Regions from separate parts of the Ovis aries genome. Here region 2 is linked to region 1. Evidence: chromatin contacts called from public Hi-C data. All regions are on one chromosome and are shown on one strand. The core of a region is the stretch at or near the end of the contact, and the rest is flanking DNA. Distances in the headings are between cores, read along the strand shown.

What was found. A called contact is a pair of places that touch in the nucleus more often than the background predicts.
Region 2: a Hi-C map of tail adipose tissue shows a contact between it and region 1, with 4 times the contacts expected there. The contact joins the promoter of EXOC7 here to the promoter of SPHK1 in region 1. A contact is called at or near these places in 4 of 16 Hi-C or Micro-C datasets (hypothalamus, skin fibroblasts and tail adipose tissue).

Annotation. Positions count from the first base shown.
Region 1 is chr11:54,695,124-54,698,250 of ARS-UI_Ramb_v3.0, forward strand. SPHK1 (sphingosine kinase 1) reads right to left here and starts at 1,700. Exons shown (of 6, transcript XM_027974125.3): 1 at 437-1,700. The coding sequence starts at 500.
Region 2 is chr11:54,904,822-54,907,868 of ARS-UI_Ramb_v3.0, forward strand. It overlaps EXOC7 (exocyst complex component 7), which reads left to right and starts at 1,595. Exons shown (of 19, transcript XR_009595635.1): 1 at 1,595-1,720; 2 at 1,908-1,973.

The DNA of each region.
Region 1 (3,127 bases), core at 450-2,949:
ATCACAGGCCGCGGCGCGCAAAATCTGAGGGGCCCCCTGATGGGGCTCCAGGCGCGCGTGGCTCAGGGCTCTGGTTAGACCCTTGCCTGTCATTGGATAGTCTCCTGGTGGAACCTGCCCCGCTGCCCGCGCCCCCCAATCCCACCCTGATTTCGAGGTCCAGGCCCCGCCAGGTACCCCTCACTTCGTGCTGGGGTGTCGCTGCAGCCGCTCCCATCCCCCCCCCCCGAGTTATTTTTAGCCTCCTGGACCGCACGGCCACGGAGCCTGAGACAGCCGGAGGAGCCATCCCCGGAGTGAGGGCCAGCAGCGCGGGGGGGACGCAGTCCGGAGGAGGGGGCCTTGGAAACCTCAAAAGTTGGGTGCTTTTCCCAGAGGACAACATCGAGGCTCGCCTGAACCAGCGAGCGCTCCAGGCCCCGCGCCCCTCACCCACCTGAAAGGACCTTGGCGGTGTAAACAGGCCTAGGCGACCCCATTTGGATTGGGGAGCCAAGCATGGGGGCGTGTCCTCCGTCGCCCCCGCTGGCTCAGCGGGGAGCTGCAAACTGGCCCGGGCCTCGGGTGTCAACGGGGTGTGATAAACACATCACCGGCAAGTAAGTGTCCGACCTGAAAGTGTCCACGACCCGCTCGAGTAGGCTCCCTGTGCCGGAGGGGTGGGGGGGGGGGTGGGTAGTGTGTGGCGACCCAGAGGAGGAAGTTGCCAAGGTCAAGTTACCAAGTTTCTAACTCTCTAACCAAAATTAGAAAAGAGCAAACCGCTGTAGGAGGCTTAGCTGGTGCAGGCCGGGGCTGCAGGGTGCTCACGCGCCCACACCTGCCCCCACCCGACACCCATTCGCAGACGTCTCGCTTCCCATCGCCCCTGAAAGTCGAGAAGAGGCAGGTCTCGGCACGACTCCGAGGTACCCCTTTGCGAGAGAACCCAGGCGGCCCTGTTCCCCAACACCTGGCGGGGCGGGGCCCCGGGTAGGGGAGAGGCTCAGGTTGGGACGCGTGGGTCCCAGGGCCGTTGGCCTGGCACACGGCCGGGTGGTGGCCACCTCCGCCCTGCGCAGCTCTGGGGGCTCTCCTGGCTGTGTCGTGAGTGTCCCGAGCGCGTTCCGGGAAGGTGACTCAGCGATGCTTTCACGGGTCGAGAAACTGCGAAACTAAGAACCCGAGCGGGGAGCGGGGCGGGGCGTCATCACCCTCTAGTAGCGCCGCGACCGGAGTCCACCGAGGTCTGATCTTGAACCTCCAGGCTCCCCACCCCCCGGCCAGGAATCCGGCGCCAGGAGCCGAGCGCCGCGCTGCAGCCGCAGTGCCGCGGTCACGCGACGCGGGGACGCCAGCGCCGGCGGGAGGAGGGGGCTCCTTGCGGGAGCCCGGGCTGGATCCCTCGGCTCTCCTCTTCCCCTCCTCCCTCGCCTGCCTGCTCCTCCAGCCAGGACTACGGTCAAAGTCAGGGCTTTGGGCGCCTGGAAGACCCAGGACGCGGCGTGATGCTCCCGGGGATCTCGGATCTTGGAGGGGGGCGGCCTCCCTCTTCTCCCCGCGAGCGCTTCCATCAGTCCTGAGAAGCCGCTGCTTAAACCTCGGAGTCTGGTGGGACTCAGGCCCGGGAAGCGAGGACGTGGCCGTGCACGAGCCTAGTGAGAAAGCCCACCTGCCGCAGGGTCCCTACGCCTCCCTAGCTGGAGCCCCCGGGGTCGTGCGGCCGCGCGGGGGCGGGGTTAACTGGAAACCCAGCGGCGAGGGAGGCGGGGCGGCCTGCTGGGCTGTTATCCGGCCTCCGAGAGCCCAGTGGGAGGGAGGTGAAGGGCAGAGCCCTCTGGCCCCGGTTCCAATCCGCACAAAGGCTCCTCTGTCCTCCCGGCCGCCTCTCCCCAGCCCCCGTCCCCACCCCCAAGGTCCCTGCTCTGCCCGCTTCATTCTCGTCTGTCACCTCCTCCCTCCGGCCTCCCTCCCTCCCGGCCCGCCCCACCCCCAGCCCCTCTCTAAAGAGCTTTATTTCATCTCCAGAGACCCTCGTCAGTACCCATGGCCCAGGAGACCGGATTGGGCAAGAGGAAGATGCTTTTCCCCTTTTGATAACTGGGGGAAGTGAAACCCTAAGAGGTGAAGGGTCTTGCCTAGCTAAGCCACTGAACAGCTCCCTACAGAGCTGAGAAGCAAACCCAGAACCCAGCCCCCAGCCCGGGAGGCCCAGCTGACCCCAGGCTTCTAGCTGGCGTTTGAGTATCCATCCGCTCCACGTGTTGCTTGCCACAGAGCTGCCTCACCCACCCCGCTGCTCAATCGCTCTGAGAAAGAGGAAGCATCTGGAAGCCCTCTCCAGGCTTCATCCTCCAGGTTCTGATTAAGCAACTGGCTGCTGTGGCCACAGGCCTGGCATGAGGCTTGATCTGTCTCGGTCACCAACCATCAGGTACACCTGTCTCAGAGGGGAAAGAGACTGCTGTTCCAACTCCCCCAGTCACCCTCCCTCCTCCTTGAGGGCAGCCTTCCCAGAACACACCTGATCCTTTTTTGTTCTTTTTTTTTTTTTTTAGAAAAAAGCAAGTAGGCATGCACTGGGCCCAGCCCAGCTCTCTGGAAACTTGGAGCCAAGGCTGCCAGATGGCAAATGACTTGCTTTTATTAGGAGAGGTTTCCTGCCATCTCCTTGACTACCCACTCCAGTATTTATTCTTGTCTAGTGAATTCCATGGGCAGAGGAGCCTGGCGGGCGACAGCCCATGGGGTCGAAGAGAGTTGGACACGGCTCAGCAACTAACATTCATGTCTTCATTCCTGCCATCTCACCTGTTCCTGAGGTTCCAGCTCCCAGGCTGAACTGCAGGACCCGGCCGCCTGCCTTGACCTCAAGGGCTTTCTGCCTGGAAGGCTGCCAGGGCAGGGAAAGGGAGATGTCCAGCCTGACAAACTGTTTTTAAGACTGGTCTCCTGGGATGGACCCAGATGTGGTTTTCCATTCTGAAATCCCAGTGACCCTGCCACGCATTGAGGGTGGCAGGCTGTGGGTGGAGAGGTGTGCCCTGCACGGGCATGCAGGAGACCAGACTGGTCGCATGAGATTCCTGACTTGCAGGCAGTGTTCCAAGTTTCTGTCTCCGTGGTGGTTCAGCTGCTCCAGGTGTGG
Region 2 (3,047 bases), core at 345-2,844, 210 kb after region 1:
TGAGCCCAAAGTCCTTTCCACCAAAGCCCTCTAGTCCACTTTTTCTTTTCTCTGGCTGCTAACAATTTAAACTTTTCCTTTCACTTAGTTCTCAGGGCTGCACAAGGACCACCTCAATGGAGTCATCCTAGGTGTCCTTACACACCTTTTACGCCTTACCTTACACGCCTTTTTATCTCCCTCATCTGCAATAGGGGTGCGCCTCCCAGATATTTCCTTCATCAGTACTTTCACGGCCATCAGCCAGATCTGAAACTGTCCTCTCGCCCCAAAAGAAAGCTGTCCAATCCCTCTCCAGGGGCTCAGTCCCACTTCTTCCTCCTTTTTGTGGAACTGGCTGGCCCCTGGGAGAGCCTTGGGAGCCCTATAACTTGATGCCCCCCAAACCTTCTCACCCACCAGCATATGCTTCACTGTCTGTCTTCCTGTATCTGGATGCCTCAACAAAGCTGTGCAGCCACTTACCACCCCAGGGTGAGACCAGAGGCAGGGTGAGCCTCTGCAATGGAGGAGGGAGTAATACTAGGTTTTGCAGGAGCTGTGTCTGTGGTGAATCTAGAACATTCATCCCTGCAGGAACCCTGACCCAGGGCCACCTCCCCACCCCTGGCTGGCCCCTAATTAGAGGAGACTCTGGGCAAAGGAGCTGAGATATTTTGGCCTCTTGCAGGAGGGTCCCTACCAGCCCTCCAGGCCTTTCTGATGTCCTCAGCGGCCCTATGAGAAACGCTCCCCTTGTGTCTGAGCACCAGCAGATAGGCCTCAGCGTCTCCATCACTGAGAACACCACCTGGGTTCTAACCCCTCGGACAGGTCTGGACTTTTTCAGCCTTCCCCTTGCACTGTTTCCAGACCTGGGCAAATACACCGCTGAAGCCACTCGCTACCCGCGGCCTGGCCCTCACCCCCAGCAAATAAAACCATGTCTCTCTTTCCAAAACAGACACCTTAGTGTGGCGCTTGGAGCTTCTCTCTGGTCCCATCCCAGTCCCCGGGATGAGTGCTCCCAGAACCCCTCCTACCCCAGGAATTTGGCCGAGCCCCTCACAAGTCGGGATTGTAGTTATGGATGCCTCTGGGGCCATGGGCGACCATTCTTTGCCCGGGCCAGGGCTTGCACACAGGGCGCATTCCGTGAGAGCTTTTAGGGCCGAAGGGGGACACGACTACATAGGTCCCTCGGTCATTAAATGAGCACACATTAGGCGCCTGCTGTGTGACAAGCTCTGTGCTGTGCTTTGCGGGGGAACACCTCATCTGTGCCTGGATCCAGACAAACGAATTTGTTATTAATCTTTGTGAAAAGAGTCAGCCTTCCCACGAAGACGGCAAGTGAGCTGTAACTGTTGTGCCAGCTGCGGGACAAAACACCCCTAGAGAACCTTCTCTGATGAGTGCGGCAACACGCATCAAGGTGAAACCCGGTGCACCTCCCCGCCACACCCAAGATGGCCACCTGCCGGGTTCCCCTGTCCCTGAGTTCCACGCAGGCGCACTTCCGCCTGCCACTCCCAACATGGCGGCAAACGGGCCCCCGGGAGGGGGCCACGGGCGGAAGTGGGTGTGACAGGGACGGGAGCCGAGAGGGCTCTCTGAAGCCAGACGCTGGGCTGTGGGAGCCGCTCGGCTGTGGGAGCCGCTCGCAGGGAGGGTCGAAGTCATGATTCCCCCGCAGGAGGCGTCCGCCCGGCGGCGGGAGATCGAGGACAAGCTGAAGCAGGTGGGGCTGGGGAGGCGGGGGAGGAGGTGAGGGAAGGGGCCGAGATCCGGGCCGGGCGTCCACTCAGGGAGGGGAGGTAGCAGGAGTGGAGGGGGCCGGGTACCAGGCAATAGGGTCCGGGCGAGGCTGTGGAGCCGGGATGCGGTGGTCTCTGGCTTCTGCTGATGTCCTCCCCTCCCCCTCGCAGGAGGAGGAGACGCTGTCCTTCATCCGAGACAGCCTGGAGAAGAGCGACCAGCTCACCAAGAACATGGTGAGTAACCCCTCGCTGGGAGGGCCTCCAGACGCTGCGACCCAGGGGTTTGGTACCTAAAGCCTGAGGCTTCTGGCCTGGGTGGTGATGGGTGGTAACGTCTGGGTTTCTCTAGCAACAGTGTTACACTTCTTACACCCTTGCCCGCCACTTCGCTGAGGATGCGGCAGCCTCCCCACATTTCTGCTTTCTGCCTAAGTTCTCCATTCTTCTTTCTCTCCTTCCGCAAACATTTAGTGAGACTGACTTAAGTGGGCTGGGTACTGGCCATGGGTCACCCTTAGTTTAAGTGCGGGTATCACGGGTGGGGTTACCACTTCTGAGATTACTGAGGGCAGGAGACTCAGCCGTCACTCTGGAGAGCTGGAGGGGTAAAATGAATCAGAAATCAGATAGATGCGGGATCTAGCCCTTGCCCCTCCACTTATGTGTGTGTGGCTCCTGACAGGTAACGCTGAGCCTCAGTTACCTCCTCTGCTAAAATAGACGATGCCAATCTCCATTGTAGCTGTGAAGGTCATAGAAGCTAATGCATGGAAATGCCTCTTGCACAGTATCTGGTATACAATAGGTACTCAATAAACATGAACTTCCTTTCTTATTCTGAAAAGAGCCTGGAAAACCCAAACTGAGTAGTAGATAGAAAGGTGGGTATGTATTCAGTAACACAGTCATCAGGTGCTAGTCCTTACTTAATGAGATTTAGCCTTAGAGAGAGGGGGTTTGAAGGTACCAGGAATGCTGGTATAGAGTACCTTGAGGCTACTCTATATGAAAGTAGTTCCTGTTCAGTCTAGGAAAGCATCAGGGAGAACATAAGTTGAGATCTGGCTTTAAAGGGTGGAAGGGAAGCCATCCTGAGGTGATTTTCTGAGAAGTTAATGTAATGGTTGCCTCGCCTTCAAATCAAACTTCAGCCAATTTATTTGGGCCACCTCCGATCTGCCAGGCATGTGGTAGATCCTGGGGATACAGTGGGGAATAAGTATACCCTGTCCCTCTCCTCTTGGAGCCTACTGTCTAGAAAACCAGAGAAAAGGCAGCAAATGCGAAGACCTGGCAAGGGGCAGAAGC